Linked DNA regions of Ovis aries: region 1 is linked to region 2. The links are chromatin contacts, called in public Hi-C maps. All regions are on one chromosome and are shown on one strand. Each heading gives the region's core, a stretch centred on a gene start, on an enhancer-like site or on the middle of the called end of the contact. The rest is flanking DNA. Distances are from core to core; before and after follow the strand shown.

What was found. Hi-C and Micro-C count contacts between places; a contact is called where the count stands out from the background.
Region 1: a Hi-C map of liver shows a contact between it and region 2, with 2.0 times the contacts expected there. The contact joins the promoter of TIMM9 here to the promoter of PSMA3 in region 2. A contact is called at or near these places in 2 of 16 Hi-C or Micro-C datasets (liver and skin fibroblasts).

What each region holds. Positions count from the first base shown.
Region 1 is chr7:68,747,518-68,750,700 of ARS-UI_Ramb_v3.0, forward strand. It overlaps TIMM9 (translocase of inner mitochondrial membrane 9), which reads right to left and starts at 1,576. Exons shown (of 6, transcript XM_012181726.5): 1 at 1,447-1,576. KIAA0586 (KIAA0586 ortholog) reads left to right here and starts at 2,112. Exons shown (of 31, transcript XM_060418106.1): 1 at 2,112-2,216; 2 at 2,717-2,998. The coding sequence starts at 2,743.
Region 2 is chr7:68,603,356-68,606,563 of ARS-UI_Ramb_v3.0, forward strand. It overlaps PSMA3 (proteasome 20S subunit alpha 3), which reads left to right and starts at 1,390. Exons shown (of 10, transcript XM_060418102.1): 1 at 1,390-1,472. The coding sequence starts at 1,452. All of the region lies in intron 6 of ARMH4 (armadillo like helical domain containing 4), which reads right to left.

The DNA of each region.
Region 1 (3,183 bases), core at 326-2,825, 140 kb after region 2:
GGTTACACAAAAAGAAAACTTTCCTTTAACACTGGGAGATCTGTCAGTCACCACCTTAACCAGTGTGCTACCACTTATGTGGTATTCTTGCCAGAAATGTTTGATGAGACTCTGATCATGAGAGAATAATTAGGAACATCCACAGTGTAGGACAATGTATAAGATGACTGGTCTTTTCTAAAAATTAAAGTTATAAAGGAAAAGGAGTAGAAAGAGTTGTTCTAGAATACAAGACTAAAGAGTTGTGAATTTTGGATCATGAATCAAAAAAAAAAGCACTTTTGAGTTAAAAATAAAGGCTTCTGGGGATAATCAGAGAAATCTGAATGTTATTTTCTTAGGTGTGATAATCATATGGCGGCTATGTAAAAGTATGTTCTTAAGGAGATACATACTGAAGAAAATAGGGTTAAAAGTCATGATGTCTGCAACTTTTAAGTGGTTCAGAAAAAAAAAATGTCTGAAAAAGAAACCAAATAAGTAAAATGTTAACAACAAAAAGAAATGAAAGAAACCAGTCTTGTGAGCCATTTTTTTGGTCCAGGGCTGTCCTTTATTTGATAGCTCAGCTATCTAAACCAATCTGCACTAACTTGCTATGTTGATATAAAATAGGACTTTACGACATGTCCCTTTACATTATTTGCAGCAGGTTTAGGAAATTGTGCCTGATTAACCTTAGAGAGTAGAGGGCAAAGGTCACTTTTTCTTTCACAGTTAAGTTTCATTTAGAAAATAAGGGTGATAAATCATCTCCAAAGTCTCTTACAACTCTGACACTGTCATTATATGTTTTAATTCACATAAGTTATAAAACAAATTGTGAACAGGTACTACCTAAAAGCCTAATAAAAGAAATACAACTAAAGTTAACAGAAACTCATCAAGATTTAAAAGGTTCTCTAAAGCTGAGCTCTTACTGTCTTTTAATTATAGGATTTCTTCTATCAAAATAGACAGTTGAGTTGTAAAAATAAAAAATTTCATTTAACTTTTACATCAGATTACATTTTAACATCTTTTAGTAATGCGTAAAGGGAAACGTTTAAGCAATCCATCCTCGAAAATTAGCAGATCAGATAAGGTGTGTTGGCCCTGGTATTCTCTCTAGACAGCATTTTTCAGTTAAAGGAGGGTCTCCTGCTTGTCAGCTCAAGGTCAAGGCGTGGGTGCCTTTCAGTCTAACTCACTATCCCAAAACAAGACTCCGATTCCCCAGATCTGAAGATGGCTTAGAGCCTCGAATTCCGACTCTCGTCCAGTGACACGGTTCCGAGGGAAGTCCCAAACCCGCTCTCGGTACGCGCTGCCCGGTTCCACAGCCCCCAACAGCCCCAAGTACAAGAGGCGGCCTCCTTCAGAGACCCTGCCACCTTTCCCCGAGCGTTGCCGGCCGCCACCCGCCTGGAAACCCGGGATTCAGTGGACAGAGAAAAGAGACCATACTTAAGGATAGACTCTCGCATCCGACACCATAAAAGGCTGGGGGGCTACGTTGCCAGTCGACTCGCGAGGGGTAGGGGGCGGAGGGTCTGGGTCAGGGCGGGCGCCTCAGTCGCTCGATGAAAGAGAACACGTGGGAATGGCGATGTCAAATGGTTCTTATACCCTTCGCCGCCGATTCGTTATAATGTCAGAAACGCTAGAGGAAAGAGTAGGTATCATAAATGAATTGTTAAGTACCATGACAATTATTTTTTTACTCTCTTCTTAGACAAAATTCTATAATTCTGACTTTCTCGCCAATATCAACTCGAATCTGTCGAAGCTTTTTGTAAAACTAATTTACTTAATCCCGCGTCCCTAACGGTCTCCGGGAGCATTACTGTAAACAGTCCCTAATAACAACAATGGTGTATAACCAGCTAGGTCGGGAGTTCTTCAGGTCCTGGATGAGACTCGGAGGTTATTCAGTGTTTTAAGTCTTGTGGGGCAATGTACTACTGCCTTTAATAAAACAAAAATTTCACACCCGTTTTAAGTGTTTCACGCCGGCAGTTTGTTTCCACCCGGAGAGTGATGGAGAAGCACCCGACAGTGTTTAGCTTTTTGGTTGGAGGAGTTGGACGATTTCATGGCGCGCATGCGTGTTGTGTTTGAAGGGCGGGTTTAAAGGGAAGTAGGTGTTGACCAGCGGGCAACTGAACTTGTTGTCAGATTAGACCTGTGATTCCGCAGATACCGGGCTTTCGGGAGACACGGAAGGGTGAATTTAGGTGTCTGATGATTGCTTCTGAAGGGGTGTGTAAGACTCGTTGGTTAAAGGAAGCTATTAAGCTTCTTATGTAGGTGATTTTGGGGAAAAAAAGTAGCATTTCGTTTTGCCTGCTTGACTTCCTCTCAAATTTTAACTCCCATCCGCATCTGGTTTCCTTTGTACTGCCTTCTCTCCGGGAGTACTCTAGGGGAGTGCTCTGTGTTATTGTTATTATTACTTATGTGGCCGTTCTCTTGTCCTCCTCACTTTGAGATTTATTGGCGTGGTGCATTAATAGACTGAATGGAATTAATGGGTAAATATGGGATTGATGGGTAAATAAATCCTCGGTCAAATACCAAATTGAAATTTCTAGCTTTGCGGATAGTCTGTTTAGGCATTGTTTTATGTAAAAGTTGATGCTTGCATGTTTCAAAATCACGTGAAATTCACGTTTTCTTCATCATACTCCTCCCTCATTTTTCCTCCCCTACCCCCGGCCCCACTAAATCCTCATAGAGGTGAAAATTTTGTTTTGAAGTTATATGGACCCAGAAGAAAATTCTGTTCAGAACTGTGGGACTAGGTTTGTTACCAGTAATATGAAAGGCTCAGAGTTTTGCCTGGAAAAGAAAAAAAAGGTTAAAGTACCAGCGAGGAGACTTCGTGAGATAGTTTCTCCAAATCAGGGAGATAATTTGGCTTTGCTGAAAGATGAATTGTCCCGCGTTCCTCCAGCGTTGTCTGCAAATAAACGTCTTCCTGTTAGAACTGGGAAGAGCCTGAATGGAACGTTATGTGGTATGTGATTCCAAATAGTTTCAACCAGTTTTCGATTTTGTAAATCTTTAGTCTTTATTTTCATTTCGTTGTGTGTGTGTGTGTTTCAAAACCTAGAGGATTTTTAATGTTTAAATTCCTAAATACAAGATATTTCTCGCTTGTACAGTCGTTAGAAGAGTGACCCCTTTTCCTGGGAAAATGGC
Region 2 (3,208 bases), core at 140-2,639:
TAACATAAGGTTCTAATATGAATAGAAGGTTACTTTTGTCATATTCCTGACAAAACTGCATTTATCCAAATTGAATCATGAAAAAACATCATACAAACCTAAACTGAGGAATATCTTATAAAGCAAATGTTTTTTGTCAATAGTGTTAATGCCATGAAATCTAAAGAAATATTAAGAAAGTGTTTCCAGATTAAAGGAGACTAGAGACATGACAACTGAATACAACATGTGATCTTGGATTTTCTTTGGCTGTGAAGGGCATTATTGAGGGATTTGCCAAAATCTGTAAACAAAGTCTGCAGATTAAAAAAAAAAAAAAGGAATGGTACTTTTCTATTTTCACAGTTACAGTGTGGATATTTAAAATGATGTTCTTTTGGGGGAAATACACACGGAAGTATTTAGCAGTTTAAAAAATGCTGACAGCTTTCCATTTAAAATCAGATTAAAATTCGAACTATTATGAAATCTGATTCCATATCCACCTCTCTGATTTCATTTCCTGTCACTCTCTCCCGCTTAAGGCCATACTGACCTGACAGTTCCTATAAGCCAAGCTTATACTGAGATAACAATCCCAAATTTCCATTTAAGTATCACCCATTCGGAAAGTCATTCCTTAAATAACAGGTTTAAAGTTCAAACGTCCATTGTCTCTCTCTCTTTTTTTTTTTACCAAAAGGTGCAACTATTTGCCCATTTACTCCCTGTTGCTTGTTTCTTCCCATTGAGTGTAAAGGATGAGGTGCCGTCCCTTTCATCGTTTCATCAGCAGGATGTAACTTGAGTATTTGGGACATACAGAGTTCAACAAATAATATTTAATCAAGCTTATCCTCAATTCTACTAGAGTTATACAAAGGGTACTAATCCTGTAAAATTCCGACCTAAGCCCAGAGGTGATACCCTTAGAATGCAAGAATACAACTTTCTTCCTTCTTGTTAGAATAGGTGGATGATAGGGTTGCTTCAACATATTGGGTTAGAACCAGGCCGCCAATGGTGGAGGGAGACCTCTCCCTTACCGTTTTCTCTGGCCTTTGTAAGGGTATGAGAACATCTCTCCGTTTTGCTTTAAAAAAAAAAAATAAGGAAGCGAAAGAGAAGGATAAAAGATAAATAATAATTCTAGGAAAAGGACTGGCGGAGCTTCTCAAGCAACCAGAAGACAGAACGAATCTACGAACTCAAACCGAAGACGAAACAACCAAGAGCCTACCTAACCCCGGTGAGATTGCTTTTGCACATGCGCGTTACTTGCCGGGTGCATTTCCCGCCCCCTCCTTTCCCACAATCCTCTGTTCCGTGGACCAACGCTCCAGGAACGAGCTACAGAAAAGACTATTGGTTGAAAGAATAGTCAATGAGAGAGCTTGTTACTAGTCTCTTACTGTGGTGCTGGGGGATCGCTTTAGGCCTGAAGCCATAAGCGTCCTAGTGATTTTGGCACCATGAGCTCAATCGGCACCGGGGTGAGTTCTTTGTTTCTCTGTGTGATAGGCTAAGGATTAGCGTGGAAGGGAACGCAGACAGACCGCGGTGGGTGCGCGGACTCGGGGTCCTCTGGGACTGCCTGGGGGCAGGTGGGCCGCTTCCAGTTGTGCAGTGCCGGACGGTCTAGGCCCGCGCCTGCGGTGACCGTGACTTGACGCTTCTCAGCTCAGGTGTAGCGGGCTTGGCCGCGCAGCAGTGAGATTTGGAGCCTCTTTAAAAGGTTGCTGAGTCACTTTCTTTAGCCACTTAGGGAAACCGAAAGTGGAAACTCTTGAGGCCTGAAATGGTGTGTGTGCACGCGCTGTGAAGGACTTGGGCAACAATTAAGCTCTTGAGCACCACTGAGGCAAGGAGGCTTAAGAGTCCAAAGTTTGTGACGCCGCTTTCCAAGAACCTCTCCCCGCCTCCCCACCCTTGCGGTTCCTGGGATGCTGCTGACTCCCGGGGATTCTCTGCCTTAGCTTCGAGGTTACCGATGGACCTCTCTGTATGAGTCCCTGAAACCTTCTGAGAACTGACAAGGAAAATTGTCTAAAAAGCGGAATCTGAAGAATCTTTTACATTTTTCCGTTGTCCCAGCTTTTCTCCTAGAGGAATAACAACAGTGTGAGGTCTCGGCACCGTAAGCGTTTAAATGATTAGCTACGGACTTAACCGCTTCTTTGAACAGACTGTCCAGGATTTTGGAGTTAGATTTGTTAACTTGTTCGGCCTACTAACTTTCCTTTGTTAAACGTACTGCATATATACAGTCTTCAGCTTGTTCCTTTTATGTATTTCCCCATATAGAAAACATAGTGTTTAGAAATATTTATTCATTGGTTCCACTAGAGGCATTGGGTAATGGGTTTCTCAGTTCATCTACTCCCATTGTGCATTAGATTTTGATTCTCACCATTAGGCCCAAATACTGGTTTTCCGAGTTAGATAATAGACAATTTATACTAAGGTTGTCATACTGTTTTTGGATTAGTTGATGCTCATTGACTTTGCAACTACATTAATATTACCCTGGATTAATAGTGTTCTGAAGGGTTCTACAAACATTTTAAAAATATTTGGTAATATAAATAGGTGATAAATTTTGAGTATTACGGTGGTAAAGATCTTCGTTCGGCAGACCAACAGACCAATTACCCTAGATTAATAGTGTTCTGAAAGGTTATACAAACCCTTTAAAAATGTTTGATAATATAAATAGGTGAGATGTTTTGGTATTAATGCTGGTAGAGTTAAAGATCTTCCTTTAACAGACCAACAAGCTGAGAGGCAAGAAACACCACTATTGAAGACTTAACGCTTGTCTTGTCCCAAGAACTCCAGATGGGAAGACCTGTCTTGACATTTCTCTCCACTTGATTATTTGATAGGCATTTCAAATGACACGTCCAGAGTAGATCTCTGAGTTTTCTTCTTCTGTTGCCATTTTGCATCTCCTACAATTTACATTTCAGTGAATGGTTCAATTTTAGTTGCTTAAATGAAAAAAAAAAATCTATGGTGCACTTCTGAGTTCTTTTTTACTGTATTCCTAAAGCCAATCCATTAGCAAGGTTTTTTTGACTGCACACTCAAAGGGTAACACCTTCCACGTCTTTCTCTCTTGTCTAAGACACTCCCTTTGGATTACCCTATCTCTGCTTCCACTCTTGTTTTCTCTGTAATTCATTTACCAGATGAACAGCATTTAATAAAAAATTAGAACCTCTTCCCC